2 separate regions of the Arachis hypogaea genome follow, and region 2 is linked to region 1. A link is a contact called in public Hi-C data. All regions are on one chromosome and are shown on one strand. Each heading gives the region's core, a stretch centred on a gene start, on an enhancer-like site or on the middle of the called end of the contact. The rest is flanking DNA. Distances are from core to core; before and after follow the strand shown.

The links. Hi-C and Micro-C count contacts between places; a contact is called where the count stands out from the background.
Region 2: a contact with region 1 is called in a Hi-C map of leaf, with 2.4 times the contacts expected there. The contact joins the promoter of LOC112782671 here to the promoter of LOC112784083 in region 1. A contact is called at or near these places in 2 of 8 Hi-C or Micro-C datasets (both in leaf).

Annotation. Positions count from the first base shown.
Region 1 is chr20:25,475,496-25,480,644 of arahy.Tifrunner.gnm2.J5K5, forward strand. LOC112784083 (solanesyl diphosphate synthase 3, chloroplastic/mitochondrial) reads right to left here and starts at 2,706. Exons shown (of 12, transcript XM_025827196.3): 1 at 2,171-2,706; 2 at 1,452-1,538; 3 at 1,029-1,109; 4 at 837-908; 5 at 390-524. The coding sequence starts at 2,305. It overlaps LOC140182530 (a long non-coding RNA gene), which reads left to right and starts at 4,218. Exons shown (of 2, transcript XR_011878289.1): 1 at 4,218-4,736; 2 at 4,991-5,149.
Region 2 is chr20:25,896,194-25,901,342 of arahy.Tifrunner.gnm2.J5K5, forward strand. It overlaps LOC112782671, which reads left to right and starts at 1,988. Exons shown (of 4, transcript XM_025825170.3): 1 at 1,988-2,548; 2 at 3,067-3,324; 3 at 3,423-3,511; 4 at 4,072-5,149. The coding sequence starts at 4,289. It also overlaps the pseudogene LOC112785647.

The DNA.
Region 1 (5,149 bases), core at 1,456-3,955:
TTATGGTCACAGTTATCTTTCAATACTTTCCACACATGGCTAAACCTAGAACACATTTATAAAATTATCTCGCGCTCAGCCTAAAAAAAGGAATTTTCCCTTAAAACAACTGTAACCTGCGGGCAGAGATCATAAACACAATTCCATGCTTTGTGCAGACTTAAGTATAAGACATTTCTTCTTCCAATTCTGACTACAAATTAATGAGCTTAATAAGTTCAGATTTATCTATTTTATATTTCATAGGAATTCCATCATACAATCATAAGCCAAAGAAAAAATATAGATCAATAACCAACTACCATGTAAGTTCTATTTATTCATAAGAGAATCAACACTGTCAAGAAAGTATCATTTATTTAATACAGCACATTTTCTGAAGGACTCACATGGATCATCTCTGTTATTTCAGCTATGCATTGCTGTCTTGTGCGTAGATCTGTCGCAACACTGCCTCCTTGGTCGAAATGATGAGGTGGCTTGGGTGTTGATAGATTTAATGCTGTTGACATCAACAATAAAACCTGCAGAGATATACATACATCAACCATACCCTGTATATGAAAGCATAAGGACAACAGAAACATGTTGATGCCAAATCCACTTTCCACATAAAATTGATAAAGTAAAATATGGCAATAATGCATCTTGATACTTAGAAATACTAAAACAAGGAAAAATTGGAGCTTTAGTTTGTAAAACCCTTGTCCATCGCACAGTCTGAACATTTAGGTTTCCCAAATATTTCCAAATTCCAATATTATAAAACATAGAAGAAAACATTTTTGGATAAGAGAATAACCATTAGATCAGATTACAATTAAAACTATTCTTACAGTTGGACGAAATCTTTTTCCTTCCACCCCCATTCTGAAGAAGTATTCAGCACTTGAGGCAAGCTTAGGAACCTGTCATATTCAATTTCACCATGAGCTACACCTGACTTTAAACAGAAATAAGTTTTGAAATTTTTTGTTACTTCCAAGCATTTGCATTAAAAGTAAATAAAAAACTTACAAACTTAATACCTCAGCAACTACCATCGCTCGCAAGTTGTTAGCAACAAGTGAGAGTTCATCAGCAACCATGGAAAATGGATCAAGTTCATCCTGACAAGTAACAACAGTACATATGTCTCAATAGAAGATTAGGAATGTGAAAATCATTGAGAAATGTAAGATTGAAGAGACATTCCCAATTAAATTCTTAAAAGGTATGATGAATAAGTTAATCTCTACTAGTCGAACTAGTTTAAGCTTCTCTGGAGAACATCTACAGTTATGGATATCCTAACAGTGAAATTTATAAATAATGTAGCAACTCAAACAGATTTTTTGAATTCTGTTCTGCAATGTAGAAGCTTCTATGTAAAGAAAGTGAAATATATATAGCTTTAAAACTATAAGAAATGGGATTCAGAGCAGTATAGCAGTGTGCATAAATTAACTAACCTCAGAAATGGAGTGGCTTTGTTGATGGATTTTATATCTGCTACTATGCAATGCTGGCAGACCCTTTGTAAAAACAAAACTTCTGACCTGCATCTCACAATTAAAGCATTAGTAAAGTAGATTTCTCCAATTACTCTGTTAATCAACCAAGTTTCAATAGCATCAATCTTCCTCAGCCATAATATTCTAAAACTAGCACAAACTGTAACCACTGAAAATAAATCTCCATAATTGGTAAATTCAAAATTCCTTCTCGTTAACATAACTATTTTCAGCTAGGTATTCATTTTTTCTTTAAATCGCAATCATTTCCCCTTACTTCACAATTTAAAAAGAAGCATTAAACAAATTCATTGGTCTAACCCGCCACTTACCCTGACTCCTGTAGCAAGAACCACTATTCATGATTTGCTTCATATCAATTTCAAACTAGTGAACAAATATGAACCTACAATAATCATCTAGGTATGAAGTGCCTAATCCATCTTATATTGGAAGTAATAATTTAATCATTAGAGTATTGCGATTTTGAAACCAAACATTGTGGAAGCACTATGATTATGCTTATTGATAGTAATAGAAAATTCAGAAAACATAAACCGATTCCAAATTTACTCGTGGCTCCAATCGTTCCAATGAGTTGATTAAAAGGAATTAACTACTTTTAGATCCTAATTACAAACACGAAGCAAGGTTGAAAGCAGGGAGAAGACATTTACCTTTTCAGCAGAGCCCATAGATGAGTGGTGTTCGTGAGAAGCAAGAAATTGGAGACTACGGAACCGACTTCCATTGAAGCTACCGCCGCCTCTGAGATTTCTCGAAATCCGTGACAGTCCGCGATAAAACGACATGGTATTGGAAGAAACGGCAGTTGAAGTTAACGGTCAAAAGAGAGAGGCAGAGAGCACACACGACCGCCCTTGTTAGTTACTGGTGGATGCCGGCTGACCTAAGGCTGATGTAGGCGGCGTGGAAATGGAACGCGTACGTCGGCGTCGCCGGCGATATAGGCCGCCGTAAGATTTAGGTAGCGGCGCGTTCAGGACAAAAGAAAAGGGAGGAGGCGTGAGATGGATTGGGGAGAAGAGAAGAGCACACAGCAGCTACCGGCAGGAGAAGAATTGGTATCTGGTCTCTGATGGTGTGTGGAGTTATGAACCTCACAGTTATTTGGAGTTTTACTTTCTTTCTTTCTTTCTTTCTTTTTTCCTGTGTTTCTAACTAAAATCACAATAATAATAATAATACGGATTTTAATTTTGAAGAGTTGAGAGACAATATAAAATATTTTATATAATTATTTAATTATTTTTATTTAAATAATTATTTTATTATATATATATTAAAATTAATTATTAAAATTAAAATTTAATTTATTTTTATTATATATTTATTTTAATAATTAATTTTAATATTTTAAATATATATAAAACTGTTTTTGAATCAAAATTAAATTTAACAATACATAAATAAATTTATGTTATTATAGTAGTCATTACATTTAAATATTTTTTAAAAAATATAATTATATAAAATATTTTATATAATAATTTAATTATATTTATTTAAATAATTATTTTTATTAATATAACGTTACATGATTAAATATATATAATTTTTTATCAAATTATATTTAATAATGTAAAAATGAATTTATGTTATTATAGTAATCATTTCACTTAATATTTTTAAATAAGTCTGATCATTTCTAACTCTCTTCTTTATTTTTTTTCATTAACGTGCCTTTTTCTTATATTTTCTTAATATTATTTTTTGTTGAAACTGTTTAAAATTTAAACCATTCTTTTGTTCTCATTTTTTCACTCTTTTGATCTAAATTTTCAATCCAAATTTTTAGTTTAGCTACCCTCACTCTGATTTTTGTTTTCCACTGAGAATCCTTGTTTGCACACTATTAATTCTTCCAAATACACTATTCTCTAATTATCTTTCAAGCCAATTCTTCTCAACAGATTTTATTCTCTTATTCATCGCCATCAATGTTTTTGTTTTGTTTCTAATAATAAATTCGAAAATGCTACGTTAAAATATAGGGGTGAACGCGGATTAAATTTGATATAGTCAAAATTTTAATTCGATCCGCACTAAAATCATCAAATCGGATAAGATCCAATAACCGCAGTTTTTAAGTTTGGATCCGATCCGCACATATACGAATCGGATCGGACCGAATATTGGATATACTTGCAAAATGCAAAAATATTTTTAAAAACTTATTTTTATTAAAAATATCATAAAATTCATTTTTTCTATTCTTTTAAAATATGTTTACTTTTAAAATAATATTGAACATATTTTTCTTAAATAATAAATTAAAATAATACAATATATATGATAATTATTAGTTAAAATAAAACATAGAAAGAATATTTACTTATTTATTTTTTTATTTTTGTGAATATGCAGATATGCGAATACCTACACAAAATTCGCAATCCGATCTTATTTGTGTGATCGGATCCATATCTAAAATTTTCGGATCATATTCGTATAAACTTTGTTGATATACATATTAGATCCAATTCACGAACATCCCTATTAAAATATATAAACTAAATGGCTTCCTTCTCTAGTACTTGTCTAATATTTGTGTTCGAATAACAACAACAATTAGGCATTTCAAGATCTAATCTTCTATTAAGTACTTTGCGCTCTTAATTTTCAGGAATCAGAAAATACATCTGGATGATAGGATGAGTGTTAAAATATTTTGACTTCTTGCTTCTGTTAGAGAAAAAAAGAGGATCAGGCAATTAGGCAAGGTATAAATAAATGGGAGCTTCTGTAGTGGCCAAGTGTTTAAAGTGGCTAAGGTGACTATGTGATATGTGATTTGTGGACACGTGTAGTGGGAGTTTGTAGTTGACTTATATTATGAAACACGGTAAATTCACTAATGACAGTAAAACTAATAACAGTTGATAATAGTAATAGAGGAAGTGATTAGAAATTTGAAATTTTGATTTGGAAAAAAATTTATTGAGGAAAATTAAAAAAATTTCAAAAATATAGTTAGAGTTTCAACAGGGAATTTAGTTGAATGTAGGTTTAGTGAGTCAAATTGAGTGGTTTTTCTTGAAGGCTCTTGGTCTCACTTTGTGGCCCGCGGTCGTCATCGGAGGTAAAATCCGGGACAAGCGTCGTGAGTCATTGGCGGCGTACCTGTTAAGCGCAGATCGGAGAAAGTTGTGTGCGTGGATTCGGCTATCAAGGTGTCGGAAGCGGCTTGGAGGAAGGGGTTAATAGGCGCTATATTCAAAGGTATGTTATCATCATTTCTCTCTTTGCCCCGTTGTTCTTGTTGAGCTCTTTGGTTTTTTTGTTAGTATCTTGGATAAGTATAGATCTTGGAGGCATGCTACTTGGTCATCTTTGGATTATTATTGAAATTTTCATGAAAGTGTCCAACCTCTTTTGGGTTCTTAATTTGTTAATAACAATGTAATATAGGTTTTGTATCCCTTATGTTCTGCTTGTGGATTTACTATTTTATTTTTGCATTACTTGTTGTGCAGCCATCAGAGTCAGGTTTGAGACCAACTCAGGATAACGAAAAAAGATCTCGCCTCAAAATTGTGGGACCAGCCAGGACAGCATTTCTACGTGATGAAGGGAGCTTCGACGATCATAAACTACAAAGGACAGTTGGTGAACTCAACAATTCAGCATGACTA
Region 2 (5,149 bases), core at 738-3,237, 420 kb after region 1:
TCACGTTAAACACATGATCGAATGATATTGTTTCATTTTGGCACTTAAACAATACAAAAACAAGTCATTTTGGAGAATAAGAAAAGATAACACGGTTTGCACATCATAAAAACTTTTCTTCGTCTTTTCAATTTTGCCTTGTCTAAGCGCTAAAACAAAACGACGTCGTTTAGACTTGTGTCCAGCGAGACAAATCAGAGCAGTACTTTAATTTGTAGTACTTCAATTTGATGAATTAAAATAATAAAAACTATAAATCTAAAAAACCACTTTAAGAATTTAGTCTTCGTTTATAAAAAATATTTTCTAACAAAAATAAATATTTTTTGGTAAATAAATATTAGTAACATGAATTTTTTATTGTTTAAAATTATTTTTTTATATTTAAAAAAGTCAACAAACCCTATCTCTCCTTCAAGTTTGTTGATATGTCACTTATTATGATTTATGAAGGTTACGGAGAAGGGGGAGAAAAAATAAAAACCTCTTAATTAGTACCCAAGAAATCTTCGCTTTATTTTATTATGGAAAAGTATATGAAACTAAGAGGTGATCAGTCAAAAAGTAAACAACTTAACTAATTTATAATTATATTTAACTAATTTTATTTATTTTTAATTTATAATATTTGATATTAATTACTTCTCACCCCAAATTAAAATTCTGAATGATACGTTGGAGAAATAGAGGCGGGGATCACGGAACTTCCAACAATCCCGATTCTTAGTATATAAAAAAATTTATAAAATATATAAAAGAACATCCATTTAGTATGAAAAAGAAACATTCTGATACTTAGTAAAAGAAGAAACATCTTAATGCCTAATATAAGCATCATTCACGTAGAGATTTTGGATTCACCCAAAAGCATTTGGCTGATTTTTGGCTGGTACCCTCTTGATTTCCTAGCATTGTTGTATTATTATACAGAAAACAGTACAATACTATTACACATCATTGAGAGCAAGACTAATAAATTAGTAAACAAAATAGGACATATATAAAAGTTTAAAGTGTTAAAACTTAATTAAGATTGTGAAAACAAACCGAACATTAGATTAATAGTAGTAAAACCACCATCAATAGCTAGATTATGACCATTGATGTACTTGGACTCATCACTAGCCAAATAGAGTGCAGTTTGTGCTACATCTTCTTCCATCAAATGAACACCTTTAAAATTCGAATAAACATTTGAACACCCTTCATCATCAAGTTTAAAGAACCCTCTAATTCCAGCACTGTTAGCAACGGAGTAAGGTGACAAACAATTCACTATTATGCCAAAATTTCAAAGCTCAGCAGCTGCATTCTTTGTGAGTCCAATTAAGCCATGTTTGGAACTTGTATTCGCATGAGTTGCAGCCTCTCCAACTCTTGAACTTACAGTCCTTATGTTTACAATACTACCCTTTTTGGTTGGGATCATCACTCTAGCTGCATACTTGATTCCCAAAAAAGGCCCCGTAATGTTGACACTAAAAACGCGCTGAAAATCTGCCACATCATTGTCAAGAATGCTAGGGTTAGCATCATCTATTGCTGCAGCGTTGTTCACAATTATGTCTAGATTTTAATACTTTGATTATTGCTATGTTAACTGCATTTTTAACATCATCTTCTTTTGCTACATCACAATGTACATAGGTTGCGAATTTAACTCCTATGTCATCTTGGAAAGTGAGTCCTTGTTGGTCTCGAATGTTGGCACTCACCGATGCCCCTACCCCTACCAGTAATCAAAGCCACATTTCCTTCAAGTTTGCATAAATTGTAAACTGAATGGATTGCTAGAAATTTGAACTCCCGACCCTTATTTAAACGGATGGCTAAACTAACAAAGTAGTTCATTTTACTCTCTTATTTTTTTTAGTAATTTTACATTTTCAGAAACCAATGCAACCAAAGATCTAGCCCAATCCAACTAACACACGTACTTAACCTTGACAAAATGCAATAAGAATTATACTTTTCTCACACCACTCTTGTAAACTGATTATTATAGTTTTGATGCATCATGTGTGCATATATAGAGATTTGATTCAAGATAAGAGGAAAAGGAAATTTTAGGTTCTAGTGTTATAGGTGGTTTAAGTGCACACCATGACACCATACTGGCTCATGAATTCTAACCGTGCTGGATTCCGGCTTCAAAGATTTGTAATTGATATATTTTTTTTCTGTTAGATGTAATTTATATATTGTGTAGTACATTGTTGGACTCATCCATGGATTTTGGGCCGATTTGTTCATTTCCGAAAACAAGCTTGACAAAAACGAAAAAGGCCCTAAACATACGTACCGAGTTACTCTCAGCCCTCTCTGAGTCTCAATCCCTTCTTCGTGCCCCCTGCTCAGCCACCATCACCAGCCTCAATCAATCTTCTTCTCCGTGCCGGCGCTGCACTGGTCGACTTCTTCTTCTCGCGCTGCTCTCCTCTCCTCTCCGTGCTGCTCGCGACTCAGTCCGAAGCTCAGTCACCCCGCCGCCAGCCCCTCCGCCACCTCAGCTCAGCTGCCCCTTCCCCTGTTCTCAAGCTCATCTCAGGTAAACTGTTATTTTCAGTTTTTTATTTTATTTTAATTTAGGTCTGATTATAATTAAGCTCAGTCACGCCACCACCACAGATAATTTTTTAAATTAAGGTCTGATTATAAATTTTAATTTGTTCTAATTTTTAAGCTAATGCTTGATTTGTTCTGATTCTTAATCTTTTCTAATTTTTAAAATTTGTCCTGATTATAGGATAATGCTTTATTGTTCTGATCATGTGGTTGATTTGTTCTGATTATATTGATCTAATTTATTAGCATTACCATGGTTGATTTCTCTGTTGCTGAATTATATGGTTGATTTGTTCTGGTTATAAGTTAATGTTTTGTGTTTAGGATGTATAAGACTTTAGACCATGTTATAATATTTTGTGTTATTTGTATGTTACTTAAATATTTGTATTATTAGTATTGCCTGGTGATTATGCTTTAGTTCTAGAATTTGATTGCTGCTTGCTATATGTTTTCTAAGTGAATTTTATCTCTTTTCAACCTTAACAATCCTCCTTTCAGTTTCAGTCTCATTCCCCTCGCGCCTCCCCTCAACACTCATCCTCGAGGGCCGCTTCCAGCTGCTCACCATCCTCGCCAGCTAGTTTCTCGTCCCCTCGACTCTTACCGTCCTCTGTGCTGGAATTACGATTGGACTGCTCCCTCTGGCATTAGGGGAAAATTTTTCAGTATCAGTTCCATTTCGCATTGAGAAGAAGAAATCTCACCTGTGATCTCTGCAGTTGCTGCTAGTTTCCTTCAGTGACTTCAACTGTTCAAGTAATTTAATTTCCTGTTCTTGTTGCTTGTTTCTCATCTCTATGTCAAATCTGATTTGTTATTTGTTCTTGATGCTGCTGTTAATTTTCTGCCTCCAGAGATATTCTTCTTCTTGTTCAGGGATTTTGGACTATTTCTGCTTCCCTTCTGTCTGTGCCCCTTCAACCTGGCTCAATATTCTGTTAAGGTAAAGTTTTCTACCTTTTTATTTGAAGTTTAAATTGAGAGGAGGCTAGAAGAGAAGAATGAAGGGAAGTGATGGACCAAAAGAAACTAGAACTTTGTTAACCTTAGTTTCCATATAATTTTGGTTTTTGTGTCAGTTTGAAATGTTTAGTTAAAGACTGGTTTATATATGTGATTGAACTTGATAGTTCTACTTAGCTCTGCATATAACTATAGCTTCTACATATATTGAGAGAGAGAGAGAGGATAAAGGAGAAGAATGAAGGAAAGAGAGGGAGCAAAAAGAGACAAGAACCTTGCTCTCCTCGAATGAAGCTACAACTTTGCCCGTTTGCCTCCTTTGAATAGCCTGAATTTGGCCATCTTCCTATCCTGAAAAAAAAAAAAAAAAAAAAAAAACTAGCCGAGCTAAACATATGAAATTAGACAAATTGCAAGAGAATAATGAGAATTTCAACTCTCAACTCTACTTATATAAAGTAAATTTCTCTTCGAATTTTAACATTATTCACTAATAACTTCTCTTGACTGTAACTCAGCTAATTTCTTATTAATGTGCAGGTTCACTTTTTCAAATTTGCAGCAGTGGAAAAAGTGTGAAAGTCCGATGTAATCACTGCCTGCCTGCATGTGCTGCACCCTTTTTGTCTCAGCTTGACACTTCACCTTCATCTCCTTCTTGCTACATAACTTTATATTTTAGTAGATAGCAACTGCAGGCTGTCCATCGGTAACCAAATTGATCCAAAGCAGCTATGTTAGCATCTCTCCCCAATCAATGTTTTCTTTCCTCTCTAAACCCATTCTCCATCGACATTGTCTTCTTCTGTTTCCACTTCCTCGCCACAGATCCATTCACCACACTTCCCAACTTCAATGGAAGCTTCGAGAAGAATACAACCTCCCCTACCCAGAGCTCCTTGACCGCATTTCCCACCTCCTCCTCCTCGGCCGCCCCCACGCCCTCTCCCGCCTCTCATTCCAATTCTCCGACCACCTCACTGATGCCCTCCTCCGCCGCCTACGCCTCCACCCCTCTGCCTGCCTCGAATTCTTCCAAATTGCCGACAACCACCAGACCTATGGCCCTCACTTCAAGTCCTACTGTCTCATTGCCCATATTCTTGCCCGAGCCAGAATGTACCCCGAAACGCGGTCATTTCTGCACAAGCTTGTATCTCTATATTGCAAGAACAATTACTGGACGTTCGCAGTTTGGGATGAGATAGTTGCCGTTTACCGGGAATTTAGGTTTTCGCCTGTGGTTTTTGACATGATTCTTAAGGTTTTTACGGAGAAAGGGATGACTAAGGCTGCACTCCATGTGTTTGATGAAATGGGAAGGTTGGGTAGGACCCCGAGTTTGAGGTCCTGCAATTTCTTGCTGGGCAAGTTGGTTAGTACCAATGAAGGAAGCATTGCTTTGATGGTTTTCGAGCAGATTGAGAGGATGGGGATTGTGCCAGATGTGTACATGTGTAGTATTGTTGTGAATGCGCATTGTTGCGAGGGAAAGCTTGATCGGGCTGTAGAGTTTGTGGAGAAGATGGAAAGGATGGGATTTGAGACTAATGTTGTGACCTACAATGCTTTAGTTAATGGGTATGTTAATGTGGGGGATGTAGAAGGTGCTGAAAGG